Linked DNA regions of Mus musculus: region 2 is linked to region 1. A link is a contact called in public HiCAR-type data. All regions are on one chromosome and are shown on one strand. Each heading gives the region's core, a stretch centred on a gene start, on an enhancer-like site or on the middle of the called end of the contact. The rest is flanking DNA. Distances are from core to core; before and after follow the strand shown. Region 1 has its middle 120 kb from the start of Zswim2. Region 2 has its middle 200 kb from the start of Calcrl.

Region 1 (6,386 bases), core at 2,358-4,857:
GAAAGTTCATCCTTAGGGTCTCTGAGTTCCTAAGCCACAGACAGGCTTTTGGATAGATTTACAGTACTAGGCATGAGTTTATTTCTAAAGAGAGACCCTTAAATCCAATCAGAAAGTGGATTGTTACCCTCACAACATTCATACCAGTATTGGACATATCTTGTCAGGCCAGTCATTTCTGTAGTCACAGGATTCACTGCTGGTTAAGTGAGCATTGTTAACGTTTTGCTTGCAGCAGCCTTCACAGCGCCTTCTTGTCTTATGGAAGGTAGTCAGCAGAAGCAGCTTCTACATCAGTACCAACCTTTTGTCCAAGTCCTGTGACCAAAGTATTTGGTGTCTTTAGCAATCAGATCTTACTATCAAATCCAGGTGGCAATATACTGCATTGGTTTTAGTGTCTCTGGTACCCTATTTTTGACCAATAATTTCGAGGAAGATGCTTTAGGATAAAAAAAATCCAACCAACCAACCAACTAACCAACAAACAAACACTTTCCAACGACCTCAAACATGCAATAAGTATTTGTACCCAGCTATGATGTGGATTATGAACACAAAGCTTTTTCTACAGCACAGCATTCATTCTTATTGTTTTAGGGATGAACTTTGAGACATAAAGTTGAATTACACAGCAAAATGAAAACTACATTTTAAATTTTTTTTTAATTTATTTTTTTTAATTAGGTATTTTCTTCATTTACATTTCAAATGCTATCCAAAATTCCCCCACACACCCCCCCCACTCCCCTACCCACCCACTCCCACTTCTTGGCTCTGGCCTTCCCCCATACTGAGGCATATAAAGTTTGCAAGACCAAGGGGCCTCTTTTCCCAATGATGGCCGACTAGGCCATCTTCTGATACATATGCAGCTAGAGACACGAGCTCTGGGGGTTCTGGTTAATTCATAGTGTTGTTCCACCTATAGGGTTGCAGACACCTTCAGCTCCTTGGGTACTTTCTCTAGCTCCTCCATTGGGGGCCCTGTGTTCCATCCAATAGCTGACTGTGAGCATCCACTTCTGTGTTTGCCAGGTCTGGCATATCCTCACAAGAGACAGCTATATCAGGGTCCTTTCAGCAAAATTTTGCTGGTGTATGCAATGGTGTCAGCGTTTGGAGGCTGATTATGGGATGGATCCCCGGGTATCGCAGTCTCTAGATGGTCCATCCTTTCATCTCAGCTCCAAACTTTGTCTCTGTAACTCCTTCCATGGGTGTTTTGTTCCCAGTTCTAAGAAGGGGCAAAGTGTCCATACTTTGGTCTTCGTTCTTCTTGAGTTTCATGTGTGAAAACTGCATTTTCAATATCACGTTCATGTTGTGGCCAGACGCCTCTTGTCCTTGGTTTCCCTGATGAAAGTCTTTGTATGACTTAGTGAAATTCCAGAATCATCAGTTAAGCTAGAGGACCTTCAGAGAGGTTCTAGGCAGATTCTGTTATGAATATAGAGATAACAAAGTACGTTTCTAATGGCCAGGTAAATTCACATCCATGATTCTTTCTCATTCGGACTGGGTATGGTGTATTTCCATGCCTTGGAAGGTAACATGTGAAAGTCATGGGAAATGAATTATTTTCTATAATTCCTCAGAATTTTATGAATAAGTTATGGACTCAACAAGTGACTTCATTACTCATCAGCAATTAAAGATAAAACAGCATTGAAAATCAGTCTCTTTCAGAATAACAAAACCATGCCATCTGAATTTTAAAAGAGTTTACATATTTTTCTGTGCTGAGTTCTGTATATATGTTTATGAGTACGCTTGAATGTTTGTGTGTGTGGGTAAATGAGAAAGGATAAGAATGTTTGGTGGTTAATGGTCTTAGTAGTAGAATGAATGTGCAAAAGAAAGGCAATTCTTCCTTTATCATGTGTTAATTAGTCATTTCCAATTATGTGACTATTGAACTTTGAATATGATTAAATGGCCAGAGGCAGATAGGGAATTGGCAATATGATAATGTATGCGATATACAGGTCGCATCTTTTGAATCAATAAGTTGCTTCCCCTGGTTAATGGAAGACAATGGGTCTATAAAAAACTGTGAAAATTACAAAGCTCTTTTGTGTGTGTGTTAAATTGTGTCCTTGATGTCATTTCTGAGACCTCTCACCTCTTGACTAATATGAAATTGTTCTAGGTCAATGATTACATTATTACTGGAAGAAATTGGATTATTTTGTGGCCATAGAGAATTCAGATAAAGAGCATAAAATTCAAGCAAAAGCAATTGAAAAATGTCACATAAGAAATTTGGAGACCTCCTATATTTATGCATAAATATAGTTGCTTCAACTACTCAATTTATTCTAAATAAAAACTTGAATGCCAAGTGCTGAGATATGTATGCCAATTCTTTTCACAGTGGAAGAAGAAAGGACTTGCATCTGTATAAAGATAATGTTAAATGATGATTTCATTTTCCACTTCTTGGTTAGGGAGAGTAAGTATGTCATTACCTTATCAGTATTGCTTTCTCTCTGCCTCTCCTTCATTTTATTTTTCTCCATCTGGATTATTTATTTTTAAGATATCCCATGCGTATTTGTTGTTGCTATGGGCAAACACAGGAAGAGAAGTATTTATTGAGTGGGTGGTTTGAGGAGATACAGTCTCCGTGGTGGAGAAGGCCTGGTAGTAGCAGGTGACCCATGATGGCAGGACTGTGCTGGACTTCCCCAACTGCTCTCAGCTCAGTGAACACTTAGTAGAGAGGAAACAGGAAGCAGAGGAGCTGGCCTATCAATCTCAAGGTCTGCTCCACAGGGCCCCCCCCCCTTTTTTTTTCTAGCCAGGTTCTACCTGCTGAAGGCTCACATCTTCCTGAAACATCACCACCAGCCAAGGACCAAAGTGCTCACACACATGAGCCCACGGGCAACATCTCACACCCAAACTGTAATAATGTCCTTTACTTTTTAATTGCCTTTTTCTTACTCTGAGTTAAGTTTCAAGGGCAGAGACCTTTGATTTATTAATTGACCCAGTCCGAATATTTTGGTGTGTCCAAACTCTTCCTTTCTGGGTGAAGAAAGGTGCCTTACAGAGGAATTTGCGAGATTAAAAACAAAAAACAAGAGACAAAAAACAAAACAAAACACCAAAAAAACTTCCTTGTCTCTGTCTTCTTCTATAAGTATCTGCTTATGATTTCAAATTTAAGCTTAAAAGGCTTATAATTGTTATGATTGATAAGAGGGCAGGGATGTGTAATGTTGATTTTGGTTTTTGTAACGTAGTCTTCATTCCTTGATCACAGACTATTTTATTCTGTTAGAAAACAAAACAAACGAACAAATCTCAGTTCTCTTCTTACTTCAAACACTAGATGTCTCTCTAGGGATGTTCAGAGTCCCTGGATTCCACAGCAAGGAGACATTCATTTAGGCATGCCACCTCTCAGAAGACAGAAGACAGCCACGGGTTCTGCACCTTGATCCTGTCTAGTGTCGTGTGGTTGAAACAGGCATGCCTCTTTTCTACAGATAGACGTTCGTACAACAGTAGAGAACATGTAGAGCAGTATGACACATATCCGTTCAATCTGTCCACAAAGCAAGCTTATAGACCATGCAGCGTTTTTATCTTTATAGTTTGAGAAATGAGGCCCAGCAATATTGTAGATCAGTTGGAAACCTGACTTAACAACTCATAGAGGATCTGAAAGTCACTCACTTATTTTCTCCTTCTTTCTCTTCCCTAGGGGTTGGAGAGGATGCTAAGAACATGTACCCAAACAGCAGAAGACCCCAGTTTGGTTTCCAGCACCCACATTGGGCAGCTCAAAACCACCTAAAATCCAGCTCCAACACCCTCTTCTGGCATCAGTGGGTACCTGAACTCAGGTACACATCCCTTACTCTTCCATATATACACATACTTAAAAACTAAAATCTTAAAATAAAGGCTAGAAGAACCTGAGGAGGAGAAAGACCCCATAGGAAGACCAACAGTCTCAACTAACCCAGACTCCTGAGATCTCTCAGACACTGAGGCTCCAACCAGGAAGCATACACTAGCTGATATGAGGCTCATGACACATGACACATATACAGCAGAGGACTGCCTGGTCTGGCCTCCGTGATGCACCTAACCCTTGAGAGACTTGAGGCCTCTGGGAGTAGGGAGGCCTGGCTGGGAGGGGACATCCTCTTAGAGACGGGAGAGGAGGAATGGGATGAGGAACTGTCAGAGGGCAGACTGGTATGGGTGTTAGGTCTGGACTGTAAAAAAAAATTTGTTGTTAAAAAGATGACATTCTCTTCCATGCATAGTAAAAGTTTAGTGTTCATTTGTTACACTTAACCATGTTAACGAAACCTTTCTAATACTACAATCATTTTCATTTAATACTTCTAAATTAGTGTATATGCTCAAGTAACATGGAAGTCTGAGGCTACCCCTCCCTTTGGTCTGAACCTTGGATAACCCTGGCTTGTGATTAGCTTTGAGGAGGTATACGTGTGAGCCTACATTCCTCTGTGGACTTTATTTGCTGCCAGAAGAAACATTTAATTTCCTGATGGGAGAAACTTATCTTTAAAGGAAGAGTCCCATTCTTTCTATTGTTACTTGAGGTTCCCTAAATGGTTTCAGTTTTAATGTAGTACAAACAAGGACTCCCTTAGATTATGGTTAAATAAATATATATAGGAAATGTTCCTTCTTACGAGTTTGTGTATTTTATGTGATAATGGACCAGTCTTGTTTTGATATGTTAGTAACACCCATGAACAATTTTGCTGCTATGTCCTAGCAAAGATATTGGTGTCTTGCTTTTTCCTGAAGTACATACCAAAGTCTAGGAAAATGCAAAATTAACTATCTTTTGAGCGGGAATTCTATATAATTTATAATTAGAAAAACTAAACTATTTCAAATTCTAAATTTACATTATAAAAATGATTATCTTCAGCTACTTAGAAGTTTTTATTTAAAACACTCATACTTACCTTCTTTTTCTACCTTATCTCCCTTATAGCTTAAAGGAAACCAAATTGCGGAAGTGTTCATGGTTTCACTGATCTTTCTCTCTTAGTGATTTGTCCTATCATTGTCATATCGGGTCCATCTTGAAAGATAAAAACGTTGGCCAAGTTTAGCTGAAAGGAAGTCATCACTGACTCACAGAAGAATCATGGTTTGGATAGCTCCAATTTGCTTTAGAGATTTTTTTTTTTTTTTTTTTTTTTTTTTTTTTTTTTGCCTACCTTTTCCTGACTTCAAGAAGGAAGAATTTCTTATATTTCTTATACATGGAGAAATGTGTGCAGATAAATTGAGTCTTGCTCTGTGAATTATACATCCCATGATCATCTTCCTTCCCTTCTTCTAGCCCTCCTTACTCAGTGGCTTAAGAGGGGTGTGCTAGTGTTTTGGTTTCATAGGAACTGAGCTTAGTAATCTTTTCAGAGCTGAACAATAGTGGCTGGAAAGTAAGAATGGTGAGATTTAGAACCCGTCAGCCGTGAGGTTCAGAATCTACTTGCCATGCTCAAGAACAATGGACATCTTGTTAGAGATGAAAAGTGAAAATATACTCAGAATACTTTAAGACTGGAAATACTAATTAGGGTTATTACGCAGAACATTATTGAAAGAAACATTAAATGATGCATTTTCTTTTTTATTTATTTATTTTTATTTTTTAATTAGGTATTTATTTCATTTACATTTTCAATGCTATCCCAAAAGTCTCCCACACACTCCCCCACCCACCCACTCCCACTTCTTGGCCCTGGCGTTCCCCTGTACTGAGGCATATAAAGTTTGCATGACCAATGGGCCTCTCTTTCCACTGATGGCCGACCAGGCCATCTTCTGATACATATGCAGCTAGAGACACGAGCTCCGGGGGTACTGATTAGTTCATATTGTTGTTTCAGATAGCATAGAATAAGATGCAAGGAACAAAGAAATTGATTAATGTGTGGATTAATTTGCTTTGAAAGATGTTGAGTAACCTGTAGATCAATCTATATGAACAATGGATTCAAAATTCAATACTGAAAATAACAGTGGTAATGAGTAACTGGGTGTCTTCAGAGTAGTGCTCTGGGGGATGGATAAGTGGCTCAGCAATTAAGAGGACTTGGCTTGCTTGCAGGGGACCATGGTTTAGTTCCTATCACCATATGGTACCTCACTCTCTGTAACTTTAGCTCTAGGATCTGACATCTTCTGGCCTTCTCAAGCACCAGGCACACACATGGTGTACATCTATACACAGGCAAAACACTCATGCACATAATAAATAAATAAATCTAAAAAGACAGGGCTCCTTTTGTAAAGACCTGTTTAAAAAGTTAATAGTAAGAACAAGTGAATGGTGTGTGCTCTGCATTAGGCAAAGCACCCATATTACCTCCTCCACC
Region 2 (6,504 bases), core at 3,141-5,640, 160 kb after region 1:
GCCAATGCTAAGTTAGAGAATGTCTGTCATTTAAATTTTATAGATATCAAATAACTAAAAATACACCCACTGAAAGCCTTTCTAGACAGTTACATTTCCATAAATTGCAAGCCTAAAATGGGGTTTGACAATTTTATTTTTAGAATCGTTTATATGTGATCCTTCTATAACATGTTGTTCTCTAAAAAGAACTTGGCATAAAAATTAATCTGTACTGAATCACATTCAAAATGATCGTCTCTCATGTATAAAATTTCTTATAATTTCTTCCACTATGATTCATGTTGATATATTCCAAGGAAACATAAACCAATTAATCATTTGCCAGGTTGTTTTGCTAATTTTTGGAACTACTTAGATTTTCTTAGAATTATAGATACACTCCCTTCTTAATAACCTTGGAATATATGTTAAGATGTTCCTGGAAAATGTAAAATGTAACACAGTTGCTCTAGTCACCCAACAATATTTACTGAGACAATTGTGTGTCAGAAAAGAATTGCTGATGCTAAAATTAAAGACCTAAAACTTGTGATATAAATGAGGAAATATGAGCAATTATAATTGACTAATAAATCACAAAGATATATTTGCAACATTGATTAACTATCAGTCTTGTCACAAGACTGAAGCAATCTCTTGAGATCTTCAGGCACTTCTTACAGCTCTCTTGTTATTCCTACCTTATCTGTAGATGGATCTGTCACTGAAGCCTTGAACCTGTCAAATTCACTATGATGGATGGAATCTGTTTCTTCCCAACTCCTGCTACTGTTGATGTTTTGATAATTAAAATCCATCTCCAGTCTCAGGGACCACAGCTGGACTTACACCGGTATTCTTCTTTCTAGAATACCTTCAAATACTTTGTCTAGATCTTTCAGAGCAACAGCTGTCTATAAAAGCCACAACCTTGTAAAATGTATTTAACGAGTCCTGTGTTACAGTTTGGATTCAAATTATGTCCACTCGCAAAGACAAAAAGTTGGTCTCCAATCAGTTGTGCTATTTTGAGAGGCTCTGAAAATCTTGGGATGTGGAATATAGCTGGAGAAAGAGGTCAAGTGAGACAGGTCTTTGGAAAATATTAATATGGGGCCTTCCCATCATGCTCTCTGTTTCTCATATACTGTAATATAGATAGCTATCCTCCATCAAAGGTTCTTGCTACCATAACATTCTGCTCAAATATTCGAGGCCAAGCAAGAACAGAACACATGCTCTGAAACTGTCTGTCAAACTAAATCGTTCCTACATTGTTCTCTCTGGTATTTGGATACAGTAAAAATAAAACTAACTAATACAACTTAAAAGTTGAAATTGACCCCTAGGCTATAGAATTGATATTGTGTTAACATAATCAAAATAACATTAATCCATTGTATATCTCCATGACTGGAAGTGTTGGTGAAGGCCAATACTATTTTAAAAGTAACCTTAGTATGGTGTAACAGTGATTTACTAATGTTTAGTGGAATATGGTAAACAGATGTGTTGTCATTTAGACTTTGTTTTCTAGTTTTACAACATAGGCAGAGTGAATTTAAAAATATTTGTAAGGAACTTTACATTTTCAGAATGGTAAACCAATATTGGCCTTGATTTAAAGTTACCAGCGACAACAGGCATTAAGCCAGAAAACCCACTCTTTGAAGCTTTGAAACTAGACATTATCTCTAGCTATAAAAATCCTAGATGACATTTTTTCTCTCTCATATATTGCATCCCAACTGCAGGTTTCCCTCCCTCCCTCCCCCCAGTCTCTCCCCTCCACCTCCCTCTCTCCCCCAGATCAACCCTCCCTCCTACTTGCCTCAGACAAGAGCAGGTCTCCCAAGGACATCAACCAAACTTTGGCCTAAGAAGTTACAATAAGACAGGACACACATTCTCACATCAAGGCTGGACGATGCAACCCAGTGAGAAGAGCAGGGTCCCACAAGCAGGCAAAAATTAGATACAGCCCCCACTTCACTGTTAAAAAAAAATCACAAAACAGCCATAATATATATGCAGAGGACTTATGTCAGACCCCCTACAGACTACCTGATTTCTGTGAGTCCACATGATTCCCATTAAGTTGATTCTGTGAGCCAAGTTTTCATATTCTCCTGGTTTGTCCCTGACTCCTCTGGTTCCTCCCAACCTTCCTCTCTCTCCTTCTCAAGACTCCAGAGCTCCGCCGAATGTTTGGCCGTGAGACTCTGCATCTGCTCCCATCAGTTGCTGGATGAAGTCTGTCTGGTATCTCTGAGAACCGTTATGCTAGGCTTTCATCCTAGAGCGCTCTGCATGCAGGACAAATTGTTGGTTAAGGTTTTGCGGCTGGGTTCATGCCCCAAAGCCTCCACTTGAGGCCTTGCAAGATACAGCAGATGGGTCTGTGCCCCCTATTACTACAGTCTTTGCTCGGGTTATTCTTAGATTCCATGGAGTTTCCACTGCTCTAGGTTTTCACCTTGTATCTAAAATGTCCCCCAAATCCAGTCGATACTACCAGTATTAACACCCACACCCCAACACACACATACATCATACCATCTGTTCCCAATCCCTACACTGGGGGAAAACCTTCTTTTTCACCTTCCCAGGAATGTCCCTTCGTCCCCCCACCCTCTTGAGCCTTCCTTATAACTTAGCCTTTCTAGGTCTTTGAGTTGTAGCATGGTTAATCTTTTCTTTACAGCTAGCATCCACTTATAAGTGAGCACACACAATGCTTGTCTCTCTGGGTCTCGGTTACCTAACTCAGGATGATTTTTTTTCTAGTTCCATTCATTTGCCAGCAAATTTCCTGACATTATTGTTTTTAACAGCAGTGTAATACTCTGCTTTATAAGGGTACCATATTTTCTTTATCAATTCTTCAGGTGAGGGACCCAGATGACATCTCTGTTTAGTACAAGATTTTATTTTCTGCTTTGAAAATGTGTCTTTTAGTAAGCCTCTATCCTCAGTGATACCAGTTAGGTTTCCTGGGTGACATAGGAGACCTCTGAATTGTTAGAGCTTCTCTTATCGTTATAGTCTATCTCTGCTGACTTCAACATCTTTATCTGCAGCTTCTTCCACTCTCACCATTCATAGACAAGGGTAAGAACAGGGCATTGCTCAGGGGAATTCTGCAGTTGATTTGGTTTTCTAATTGGAACATTCCCCCCGCCCCCCACCTTCCCCAAGTTAACACTCAGGCAGTCAGTTGAGCTTTCTTATCATTCATGTTCTCTCAAGAAAAGATGTCATTTCTTCCAGAAACTTTGCCTGAATTCTCAACTGGACCAAGTTACTCTTTGGTGGAACAGATGATGAGTTTTCAGCCTACCGTGGATTCTGCCGTACCACACCCACTATCTTTAATCAATTGTGGTCTTTTTTTCTTTTCCATTTAAACTGAGAGATGTTATTTTTCTCTTTCATTGGAACTCTGACAGGTGACTACTGTGTTACTAAATGCCACAATTTAAATATGTTTGTTTTTCAGAATGTGGGGCGACTCATAAAGACAGGAGGAGGTCTAGTCGGTGAGTTAAACAGTCAGATGATGCACAACTTTGATGAATTAATTTTCTTCTTTTAATTTTACTTTATTTTTCTTGCATATGAGTGTTTTGCATGTGTGTATATTTGTGTACTGCATGAATGCCTGGTGCCTGCAGAAGCAAGAAGAGAGCTTCAGACCCCTTGGAACTGGAGTTACAAGCAGTCATGAGCCACCATTCGGATGCTGGCACTCTAGAAGAACATCAAGTGCTCTTCACCACTGAGCCATCTTTCCAGGCCATAAATTGCTTGTGTTATTTTGGCCTGGCTTCATTTGACCAAATTATAGTGGTAATACAAGAGACCTCATATCACCGTAACAAATGATAATAATGGACAGTTTGAAATACTGTGATAAATACCAAAATGTGTCACAGAGGCTAAGAAAGAACAAGCTGTTAGGGAAGTGGGGGTGGTAGAGCTAGTTGTTGCAGAGTTTCTACAGACCTTCAACTTGTTAAAAAAATAAACTGAGAAATAAGATGGCAATGTACAATGAGATGGAGCATCATGGGCCATGAAGAAGACTATGACTATGACTATGACTATGACTATGACTATGACTATGACTATGACTATGACTATGACTATGACTATGACTAACCATAGCCAGTCAGAAAAAAAAAATCTTAATTACCTTTCCGGGAGTAGCAGAAAATTTTGTGTTTGTAGTAAATACTGAATTACAAAATGTAGAGTTATGTTATTGATGGGAAAAACACAGCTCTCATCTTAAAAGGAATAAGGTAGTTTATTCTGGAATCATTTTGAGTAACCACAATCCTGGAACACAGATTTGGGTTAACCCACATCCCATGCTTCAACATAAAAGCAGTTTCATGAAGTCTTAAGTCATCAATATAGCTTTAAGACATTTAAAATGCACCAGAGAGGCAGGTTCAGTGAGAAGGGAAGCGCTCCTATAGAGCTGAGATGTTATCTGATGATATTCTTAGCTTTGGGATTGGTGGAAGCTGGTCATAGATGTTAGTTCACTGGGGTGAGCAAGGAATGGCCATTCTGGAGAGTTAGATAAGGTAATTAGTCCTTAGACCCTCAACAATCCAGACTCTCCACAGGACTGAAATTCTAGTCAGCCGATTAGTCTCTGCAGACACAGCTTTTTTCAGGAGGTTTTGTTCACAATATCATGGCTGGGTTTTACAGTTCTGGTTACACAATACACAAACTTGATAAAACCTATCGAGGTCATTTTTCAAGCCTTTATCTCCCCAAGTGTCTCCTGCCACTATGATAGTTTTTGCGTCCAGATGAAGTTGAATACTTGCTATGCTGAAAGGTACTTTCCACCCTTCCAACAGAAATTCGTTTTCATGCTCTCCCAAACATAGAACATGAACAGTCCACCCGGGGTATGATGTGAAAGTGAGATTCTGAACCAGCAGTAATTTGAAGCTTGTTGAATTAATGTAAAGCAGAATGGAGTAGGTTAATCTTTGGCCCTTGAGGTAAATTATAACATTATATTTTCTGACTCTTGCTATTCGTACTAGGTGACAAGGAAATGGTGCTCTGACTGCAGCTTAGGGGTGGGCTGGCATGCTTCAGCACATTCATGTCTATTGTGAGAAACCACGCAAATCGGAGCTTCCACTGGACAAAGTCAGCCCCTGCAAACCTTCAGCTACTAAAGGTGTAACTGCTGTGTTGTCCAGTTAAGAACTTGGTCTTGAAGTCAGGTTGGGTTTTTTTGTTGTTTTTTTTGTTTGTTTGCTTGTTTGTTTTTTTGAAAGTGTTTTTCTTAGAAAACTTTTGAACACAGCTGGTTAAATGGCACAGCTAACGTATTTGCTGTTGGGGTTATTTTTACTCACTTTGGAAAAGGTTAGAGCAGCCTCTGTTTTCTTGGTTTTCATGACAGCATGAAAGTTATACTTCAGTGAAGTAGAGGTGCTAATTAATTTCCACTGAGTGTGATTGCTTCTTGCCTGAACGTAAATATTACAATGAATATGTTGGTTTTCCGATCAAACCTGCATACATTCTTCAATAATTAGTGTCTTGGTCAGGGTTCCTATTCCTGGACAAAACATCATGACCAAGAAGCAAGTGGGGAGGAAAGGGTTTATTCGGCTTACATTTCCACATTGTTGTTCATCACTGAAAGAAGTCAGGACTGGAACTCAAGCAGGTCAGGGAGCAGGAGCTGATGCAGAGGCCATGGAGGGATGTTCTTTACTGGCTTGCTTCCCCTGGCTTGCTCAGCCTGCTCTCTTAAGAACCAAGACCACCAGCCCAGAGATGGTCCCACCCACAATGGGCCTTTCCCCCTTGATCACTAATTGAGAAAATGCCTTACAGTTGGACCTCAAGAAGGCATTTCCTCAACTGAAGCTCCTTTCTCTGTGATAACTCCAGCGGTGTCAAGTTGATATAAAACTAGCCAGTACAATTAGAAAGGACAAAATTATCCTGAAAACAAAATTCCTATTATCAGTCTAGTTTATGAATAGCCCACTATTGTTTTTAAACATGCTACTAGATGTCTCCAATTCTCATGCGACTCTGCGTCAAGTAAGAGGTATCAGTTGTTCAAGCTCTGTACCTGCTGCAGCCCAGCCAGGAACAGGAATCACCTTCCAGAAGTTAGTGAAAGCCTTTCAGCTGGCGGTGGGATATGCTGGTCTCTGCCCCACCAATTGTTATTCGGTACCATAGTCTTGAAATCTATGATCCATGCAGTCATAGAAGCTATTGCCTTTTGTGGTTAAAACAGAATAGATTAAAATTTCTTGGTTTGTAAGTGACTGGAAATTCACCTAAGAGGTCTACCCTAATATACCAGCCTTGCTGTTATCTGCCCAGGACAGTCTTAGCCATTTATAACATCAGTTGTTTTCCCCAGTCCTTGCTTATACCTGAATCAGCTTGAATAGGTCTACATGTATAGAATGTTGTTTTGCTTCAGTTAGTTTTTGGAAAAGATAATATGGTTACAGTGGA

The links. HiCAR-type assays count read pairs that join an accessible place to other places.
Region 2: a contact with region 1 is called in a HiCAR-type map of Th2 cells, with 5 times the contacts expected there. The contact joins two enhancer-like sites. A contact is called at or near these places in 5 of 484 Hi-C or Micro-C datasets (the HPC-7 cell line, Th1 cells, Th2 cells and 2 more) and 1 of 115 datasets of contacts at active chromatin or transcription factors (Th2 cells).

The regions. Positions count from the first base shown.
Region 1 is chr2:84,061,889-84,068,274 of GRCm38.p6, forward strand. No RefSeq gene overlaps it. Among named protein-coding and RNA genes, the nearest start is that of Zswim2, 120 kb to the left of the region's middle. Within about 2 kb of position 3,608, at least 15 of the 459 cell types and tissues checked have an H3K27ac peak or open chromatin away from gene starts, as enhancers often do. A contact at or near this core is called in Th2 cells, where this site is marked.
Region 2 is chr2:84,218,146-84,224,649 of GRCm38.p6, forward strand. No RefSeq gene overlaps it. Among named protein-coding and RNA genes, the nearest start is that of Calcrl, 200 kb to the right of the region's middle. Within about 2 kb of position 4,391, at least 3 of the 459 cell types and tissues checked have an H3K27ac peak or open chromatin away from gene starts, as enhancers often do. A contact at or near this core is called in Th2 cells, where this site is marked.